3 separate regions of the Mus musculus genome follow, and all the other regions are linked to region 1. A link is a contact called in public HiChIP or PLAC-seq data. All regions are on one chromosome and are shown on one strand. The core of a region is the stretch at or near the end of the contact, and the rest is flanking DNA. Distances in the headings are between cores, read along the strand shown. Region 1 overlaps Gm45968 (a long non-coding RNA gene). Region 2 holds the start of Nxpe3 (neurexophilin and PC-esterase domain family, member 3). Region 3 holds the start of Nfkbiz (nuclear factor of kappa light polypeptide gene enhancer in B cells inhibitor, zeta).

What was found. HiChIP or PLAC-seq counts read pairs in DNA pulled down with a chosen protein or histone mark.
Region 2: a contact with region 1 is called in an H3K27ac HiChIP or PLAC-seq map of extraembryonic endoderm stem cells, with 5 times the contacts expected there. The contact joins the promoter of Nxpe3 here to the enhancer-like site in region 1. A contact is called at or near these places in 8 of 115 datasets of contacts at active chromatin or transcription factors (the 230-238 cell line, bone marrow-derived macrophages, effector CD8 T cells and 4 more) and 3 of 9 other capture datasets (adipose tissue, embryonic stem cells and liver).
Region 3: a contact with region 1 is called in a FOXA1 HiChIP or PLAC-seq map of pancreatic cancer cells. The contact joins the promoter of Nfkbiz here to the enhancer-like site in region 1. A contact is called at or near these places in 12 of 39 promoter capture datasets (the C10 cell line, the HPC-7 cell line, cancer-associated fibroblasts and 9 more), 2 of 15 datasets of contacts at CTCF or cohesin (CD8 T cells and pro-B cells), 13 of 484 Hi-C or Micro-C datasets (B cells, the Patski cell line, Th2 cells and 8 more), 46 of 115 datasets of contacts at active chromatin or transcription factors (the 230-238 cell line, CD8 T cells, the HPC-7 cell line and 35 more) and 4 of 9 other capture datasets (adipose tissue, embryonic stem cells, liver and 1 more).

What each region holds. Positions count from the first base shown.
Region 1 is chr16:55,531,564-55,534,327 of GRCm38.p6, reverse strand. All of the region lies in intron 1 of Gm45968 (a long non-coding RNA gene), which reads left to right. Among named protein-coding and RNA genes, the nearest start is that of Mir5118, 38 kb to the right of the region's middle. Within about 2 kb of position 1,422, at least 46 of the 459 cell types and tissues checked have an H3K27ac peak or open chromatin away from gene starts, as enhancers often do. A contact at or near this core is called in cancer-associated fibroblasts, colon epithelium, embryonic fibroblasts and 7 more, where this site is marked.
Region 2 is chr16:55,893,944-55,896,707 of GRCm38.p6, reverse strand. Nxpe3 (neurexophilin and PC-esterase domain family, member 3) reads left to right here and starts at 1,429. Exons shown (of 6, transcript NM_001134457.1): 1 at 1,429-1,780.
Region 3 is chr16:55,820,773-55,823,536 of GRCm38.p6, reverse strand. It overlaps Nfkbiz (nuclear factor of kappa light polypeptide gene enhancer in B cells inhibitor, zeta), which reads left to right and starts at 1,399. Exons shown (of 12, transcript NM_001159394.1): 1 at 1,399-1,769. The coding sequence starts at 1,484.

The sequences.
Region 1 (2,764 bases), core at 173-2,672:
TCTTGACCATTAGAAAGATGTTGAGGTTAAAAATCATAGATATTCTCTCCAAGTCATGCTGTATACATAGCTTTCTGATTTATTTCATGGAACACATATCACAGCACTGCTTTGGAGTTCCCTGAATAAAACCTGATAGTTCAGACTGTAAAGTAAACAACAAAATCCATCCCCTCTTTATCACTGAATACTCCTGGAGATAAAAATTCTTTTTAGAAATTAGGACATCTGTTACCTTAAAGGCTATATTTTAGAAATGAGCGCGTGCGCATGTGTGTGTGTGTGTGTGTGTGTGTACATATTGTAGGGCTCAAAGGAAAAAAATGGCAAATGATATAAAGAACTTCACGTTAAGAGAGTTAATATTTTACCACTCTTGCTATCTCTCTTTATTACTTCTTTTTCTCTTGAGTGTTTCAAAGCTAATACCAGGAATTTTATCATTTTGGAACACACACCTCTAGTCAAAAAAGTTTTTTTTTTATTTCATAACTATGCCATTACTCAGCCTGATGAAAATTGAAAATATTCCTTCATGCTCTCTGATATTGAATATCCTCCATTAGCGTCCTGGTTTGGACTCTGACCCACCCGATTCATTTTAACCCAGTTAAGACACTGGTCTCTCATTAGTGGATTTACAAGGGGGACAGTGAACTATTCCTTCTTCATTTCAAAGCATCACTTATACCTTCATTTCCAATGTTCTCTCATTTTTCAAACTTGAATCCAGTTGCCATAGGGAAATGAGATCAATAAGTGAGAGTCATGCTAAGTTATTTTTCTGGTAAGAGATATTAACTCAAAATTTTAGAGTTCCTTCTGATTAGAGCCACATTCCTCCTCCGCCCTTGGGGAACTAGAGAAAAAGAGTGAGCCCAGTTGCCCGGTATAAAGCAGAGCTCCCTCCTGGGAAGCAAGGAGTTTTCTGTTCATGAGACTGGCATGGTTGTGTATATTTTCAAATATCTATAGTAGCATCAGCTGTAGTGGGCCACCAGTTTCTGCATTTAGTGGACTCTTATTTAGTGCTCATTGTGTGCCAAGTATATTAATAACAAGAGCACAGGGCATAAGGCAAAATGTATGATAGGGAAATTGCAATAAAGTACAGTAGGTCTCAATAGCAAATTACCTCTCTATCGGGATGATATTGGTCAAAGGGGCATTTAGCTTGGACTTTAAATGACTTGTAAACTTTGAATAATAGGAGAGGAAAGTGGTCCGTGGTAGAAGAGGGTGTAAGCAAAGGCAGGTGAGAAGGGAGGTCAAAGCACTGCAGGTGAGTGGTGACAGCCAGGAGAACATGGCACTCTCTTTAGGCCAAACACCACATAATGTCGTGACTAGCCATGCTGTGCAGCTAGGTGTAGCTATATAATAACCCAGTAAACAGAGATTCCGGTAACTCCTATCAGTTGCTGCTGCTGGGAACTATTAGTCATCCAACATACTTTGGATGTCAAGACAATGATTGTTAATGAGTGACCAAGCAAGAAAGCTGATGACTGTTCAAGACATCCAGTGCAAAGAGATGTAATAATTAATCCATTATTTTACCTCCATGTGGTTGGGAATTTCTCAACTACCTCAGAAAGGTTCGGAAGGTCAAATTCTATTCAGTAAAGGTTTTTGTGTGAGACTAGGTCTTCCTCTTTGAACGGCTTATTCATTATTCTCATGTAATGTTTTGCTTGTTTTCTTAATTTTTCAAATTTTAAGCTATGTTGATAACATATTAAAATTTGTATTGATTCTGAAACAAGGCTTGTAACAGATGCCATTTAATGACTATAGATCAGATTAAAATAGTTGACAGCGTTATTGCTTAGAGTTTGTTGTTCTGCATTTAGCATTGACCTACAGAAAAAGAGTTGTTCAGCATCCAAAACTAGAGCATGTCTTACAGTTTTGGGCAAAAGTGTCTTCTGTCATTCTCAACATGACCTAGAAATGCAGTTTCAGCTGACAGCGCTCCATGTGTTGATTTAGTGCTGGGCAATGTATCAGGTAGATGGTAATTACATGACATAATCCTCGTAACTATTGTCTGACAGAAATAAACACAATTGTCTTCATTGTAGAGGTAAGGGAACCAGAGCTTAGGAAGGGTTAGTAATTTATGCTGGATCACATAGGAGAAGCTGCAGAGCTGGTTTTGAAGCTCGTCTCTCTGTTGTGACAGGGCACAGAGCATCTGTGCATGACGGGGGCTCACACGTTGAAACAAGAAGCTGGTGGAAAGAGAATAATCTGATGGGTCTCTTCCCCTGTCTGCCTCTCCCAGACCCCACCCTTTTCCTCATTTCTGGCTCTTTAATTCTTCAAGCCTCTGTCTCTTTGTTCTCTTGACTGAATTTTCTGGTTGATTACTATTAACTGACTTTACTGGCTTATCTTTAGGGTGTTAGACCTTTCTCACAGGGGAATTAGGAAGACAAATAGCAAGAAATCAATGAAGGAATATAGACTATGTCATCACATTGTAAATTCTGGGTTTGCATTGCCCTAGAAGCATAAAGAAGGCAGGGGAAGGTCTGAAGTCTAGGAGACAATACTGCGCTAGAGTTGTGTCCTCAAAGAAGAAAACCCATCCATGCAGGTGAGGTGTAGGAAGGGCTCTTTAGGTGGGTGTGTTTATATTTAGACACCGAAAAGTACTGCAGACTGCTGGCCAGTGGAGAGCTTTCTGATAGTTCTGGGAGATAGAGTTGGAGAGAAAGGCAGGGGCCAGAGCTGAAGCACAGTGTGCTAAGTTAAAATC
Region 2 (2,764 bases), core at 180-2,679, 360 kb before region 1:
CTATTCCCCCGTGATCCATCTCCAACTCCCTTCACTGTGTTCTCTTAATTTAAACAAACAAACAAGCAAACAAACAAACAAACAACTTAGTCCAGTTTGTGCTACACAAACACTTAACAGGTGGGAAGCCATTCCCCGGAGAGTGGTTGACCTATCAGGGTCCATACCCTTAGGAAAACAGTATCTCCTGTTCCCAGATGCCATCATTGGGTCTTCAGTTAATGTGTGTGTACACATGAACCCTTTGTCCTGCCATGTGAGAATGTTGGTGGGTTGGTTTTGTTCAAGTCTTGTAGAGGCAAGCACAGGTGCTCTGCGTTCATGAACCCAGTGGTCTTATTATGCCCCGAAGACAGTTGTTTTGCTTCTGTTCTTCCTGACCTCAGGCTCTTATAGCTCCATTGTCAATAAATATAATGATAATTAATGACAGTTGGAATTCATATCGATTCTACTTCAACTTGGGACTAAGTCTGAGGGCAGACTTTTTTTTTTAACATTTTTTAAAAAGATGTATTTATTTAATGTATATGAGTACACTGTAGCTGTCTTCAGACACACCAGAAGAGGGCGTCAGATCTCATTACAGATGGTTGTGAGCCACCATGTGGTTACTGGGAATTGAACTCAGGACCTCTGGAAGAGCACGCAGCCAGTGCTCTTAACTGCTGAGCCATCTCTCCAGCCCCAGACTCCACCCCATCCCCCAGCATTTTGCTCTGGTTAAAAGTAAGTCCAACCCCACTGTGCTCTAAGCCAGGAACGTCTTTTGTCCCACACAGGCCTTTCTGTCCTCTAGAAACTCCTCTCAGTATCTCAGATTCACCAAGCTGCTTTTGACATAAAACGTCCAAACTAGGGTAATCCAGCATTGAGGGTGGTTTGGGTGGAATATCCTGGCGCTTTTGCCAAGAACTAACTTCAAAGAGAGAAGCTTCAAGATCTCTATGCTCACGTTTGGCAAGCAGTGTTTCTCTGGTACCAGCAGCTCCGCCACTGCTAGGCCAGCATTGTGGTTAGTTCTCAGGAAGAGAATCGGTTGAGGGGACGCTCCGGGGAAACGCTGATGTCCGAAGGTCATCTGTATTTGTGTCTCCAAAAGGGTCCAGCCCTCGGGCTAGAGTGTATCTCCGGAGGTACACAGTCATCCTAACCCAAGCTCCCTGGGGCGGTCGGGTAGCACAGGCAGTGCCAACTCCTTGTTTCGCCACTGGGCACATCACTCAGCTTGCGCGGCTGTCAGTCAACATCCCCGCTCCGCCCCGCCCCGCCCATAGTCGGACCAATCGTAGCCGGGGGTCGGGGGTGAGGCTCCGTAGCGCGGTCAGGAAGCCGGGAGAGAACAGCCTGGCGCGGAGGCCCCCGATCGGAGCGTCCACATCCCGTGGGAGGGCGAGCGGCGAGCGAGACCGGAGACCCGGTGAGTGCGAGCTGCGACTATGCGCGCGGCGGGGCGGAGCCTGTCCCGAGAGCGCCCGGTGCGGCGTGCCTCGTGCGCCCCGCAGCTGCAGAGCCCTGTGTTCCGCGCGCGGACCTCGGGTCCCTAACGTCCCCGGCCGGGTGTAGGGAGCTGCGGCCCCGGGAGTCCCAACTGCGTTCCAGAGCCCGGGAGCCGAGGCCCCGGTCGAAGACGCAGGCAGAGCTTCAGCCCTGGGCTGCGACTGCCAAGGTCCGGATGATCCGAGCCGCTGCAGAGAGGATGCAGGGCGAGCCTGAACATCTCCATCCTCAGTTTCTCCACTTGCTGCAGCGCCGCAGCGCCTGGTAGCAGGCACCTCAGGTGACCTGTACCCGAGAGCGCAGTCAGGCCCCTCTCCTCCCCCCAACCCCCACCCCTTACTTCTCTTCTTTTTTCCACTCCCAGTGCAGAGAGCTTGGCGACACTGCACTTGGTCCCTATCGCCAGTCTCATCGCTGCTGTGGCGCCAGCTGCTTCTTATCTTGTTGTCTCCTCATACTTTGGACTACCCAGGCCTTACTGAGCTGCAGTTTTGGAGGCATCAGAGAAGTCATGCAGGGAGGAACATGTGTGTGACAGTCCTCTGTGGGATGTTGAGATCTTGGCTTGTGTTCTGTCTCTGCTTGACTCAAGTTCAGAAGGGCAGTGGTGCTCAGAGAGGTTGTGAGGCAGGATTTTGCAAAAATGTATATGAAAGTGTAATTTCCCCCTTGCTTTTCATCAACAATAGATTATTGCCGTGTTCCCAATGGATGAAGAATCACACTGCCTGGTGATTGTGTTCTCTTCCTGTAGGCATTATGTGTCATTTGGAATATTAGGGTGTCTTTGAAGCTGGCAGGTTGCCAGGACCCTCATGACTGTCTGATTCCTCTCAGGGGGAGGGCACACCATACTTTAACCCAGCAGTGTGGGGGGCTCTGTCCCCTTTTGACTGGGCTTACTATCTTCTTTCCATGTCTGTTGTTTTCATAATTTCTTCTGGGTTGACCAAGTGTGTAATCGGCTACTGAGAAAGGAGCTGAAGGAAGGTCACTGAAGAGGGAATGGTTGTTCCTAGTGCTCCAGAATCCAGTTGTCCTGAGAGACCATGGCAAGGCACAGTTCAAAATTCATTTTAGTACCACTAGCCCTTGCCAACTGAAGTAAGCAATGCCCCCTGGCCACTCTATTTAGTGGTTCTTCTACTTGGCAGTCTACTGTAGCTATCTAAGGGATATCAAGGGTTTCAAAGTAAGCGATGCCAAAGGATCCAAGCCTAAGGTGTAGACATAGGAAAAGCAGAACCAGCAAAGGTGTTGGCCT
Region 3 (2,764 bases), core at 150-2,649, 290 kb before region 1:
CTAGCAGAGCCATTTACTTACGTAATGATCTAGTTATTTCTACTTACCTCTTTGCCACTATCTCTTCTTCTAGGTCACTTTTTTTTTCCTTCTTCTTAGGCCACTAGGACTCCCCTCAGTCTCATCTTCTCTAAAACTGTTTCATTTCTGCCAGCTTCAGATTCCCTCACGTTAAAGTTCTAGTAACTTCGCTGGTCCCTGTAGGTGCTCCGCTCAGGTTACCTTTCACATTTATGCTATTTTCCCTTTGGCAGTCCTAAAAGGCACTGCGGATTCTTCCCTGACTCCTGGCCTTAATTCTTGGCAGATGATTTTCCTGCAAACGCTTTAGGGCCATCCTTTAGGGCTCATCTCATTCTTTGCGAAGACTTCCCCCTTCTCCCCCTCTCCACAAGAAAGTCTCTTTTTAGGCTGTTCACTGAACTTTGTACCTCTCACGATGTTTAATCATAGTCAGTTTCTTTTCATCGGTGTGTGTATACCTTATCCCCACGTGTTAAGATGTTACTTGAAAATTTAGACTTAATCATTCATTCTTTCTCTCCCTTAAAAATAAACTTCCCTTGACGGTTCGCTAGTTGGATTTGCGGCGGAAGTATAAACATTGAAAAAAGTATTCAAGGTAGAGGCATCAAAATCCCTGTGTTTATCAGGACTAGGTCAAGTTGTGCAGAATAAAACGTTACATAATACGTAAAAAATAATATAAAACATACAAAGAATATACACGCATATATGCGTATTCATCATTTTGCTAGAAGCTTTTTTCTAGTATTGAAGGATACGAAAGGGTAGTCATTGCTGTTTATTCTAATACTGTACTAAAAAAAAAAAAAAGATTGCTTATGGCCCAGATATGAAGTTAGAGAAACTGCAAGAGCTCTGAAATTGAGTCCAGGCCAGAAAGTCCGCGGGCAACCGCTTCCAGGTTTGGAGGCGGGCTAAATGTTGGAGGCAAGGGAGGAGACTGAACTCTGCACGCACCGCTCTGGCTTCCCACTCCCCGAACTGGGCGGACCTGTTCTTGCAGCAGCCCGGGGCTCCCGCTCGCCCCCGGGCATCGCAGCCCCTGCGCAGACAGCGGTTGCCGCGGACCCCGGGCCCCTGGGGATGCGGTGCGTCCAGCGAAGGCCAACCGGGGAAACTTGGAGCTGGCCCCGACGGGGGTTCGGGGCGCGGGTGCTAGCCGGGGTTTCCAGGTGAGCCGCCGGAAAACAACCGGTCGGCCCGGGCGGGGCGGGGCGAGGGCGGAGGGCACATTGCCTCATCCCGGGCATTTTACTGGAAACTAGACACATCCGGAGGCGGGGCGGGAGGCAGCCCAGGCGCCGCCTCACCGGGCGGAGCGCGGAGGAGGAGGTCAGTTCATTTAAATAGCCCGGTCCCCTCCGGGCGCGCACGTACTAGTCGCTCTGCCGCAGCCAACCGCGTAGCCATCCGGTGGCGCAGGTGTCTGGGGACCCCGAGCGCCTAGCCTGGGAGCATGATCGTGGACAAGCTGCTGGACGACAGCCGCGGCGGAGAGGGGCTGCTGGACGCGGCCGGCGACTGCGGCCTCATGACCAGCCCGCTCAACCTGGCTTACTTCTACGGCGCCTCGCCTCCTTCCGCCCCCGGCGCCGGCGACACCGGCTACCTGTCCGCCGTGCCCTCCGCGCCCGGCTCGCCCGGCTCCGACTCCTCCGATTTCTCCTCCACTTCCTCCGTGTCCTCCTGCGGGGCCGTGGAGTCCCGTCCCAGAGGTGGCGCCCGCGCCGAGCGCCCTCAAGGTACCCACCCGCGAGATTCCTTGCCCCTCTATTCGGGGTTCACACGCTGGGAGGATGGGGAGGGACTTCCCTCCACCCCCCCCCCCCCCCATAGTCGAGACGTTAAGCGGCCCCTGTGACTTCCTTAGCGGCCGGACAGACGCGAATAGTCATGAGTGATTAGATGCCTTGTCCTGATTCTGGCACGTTGTCCTTGCCTAGACCTCTGCGGAGTCCAGCGCCCAAGGGACCCTGAGGGCTAGCGCGCTGGCTTCCTGGAAAAGAACTTGAGAGCCTCGGATTCTCTTTTCTTCCATCTCATAACCTTTTCCCTTTTCACTTCTCCCCCGACCTCCGAATTCAAGAACCTCTGAGAAATTATAACACTATTATGAGGTTTTTGGAGCTGATGGAGAGAGATGTAGTTTCCTTCTTGTAACTCTTTCAGTGAGAAGCAGTGGCAGAGGGTAAAGCGTTGGGAACTGGATTTTTAAGACACCCGTATTCCTAATCTATTTGTAGGGATGAATCAAAGAAAACCCACTTTTCGGGACGTAGAGGAAAGCCTGGTTCAGAAAAGTGATTTAGTGTTCTGCGCTTAGTTTACGATGTTGGCGGTTCAGAGGCCTGCTCAGAATTCTGATTTTCTCTGTGTGCTTGAGAATGGAAAAGTTACATCTAGCGAAGCCCTTTCTTTAGCTGCGGGTTGTATGGTTTCCTTTCTTCACGAACCGAGTTGCATAATTTGGGGGGGTGGGGGAGGGAGAAACAGGATGCAGCTGTGGGTAGATTTAAACACCGCCTAAATTTTCTCAGTTGTTGGAGCTTCTCATCGCAATTATTTTAAAGAATGACCCCTTGCTGTTCCTTAACACTGGCTACTCATAAGCTTTGGTTGTCTTTTATTTTTAAAAAGTTATTTTTTGATTTAAAACACTGTGCCTTAAGCCACAGTGTTGCCCACAGCTCCCTGAAAAGCGCGGTGTGCGTGCTTTGACAGCCCTTTCTGAAGTTTG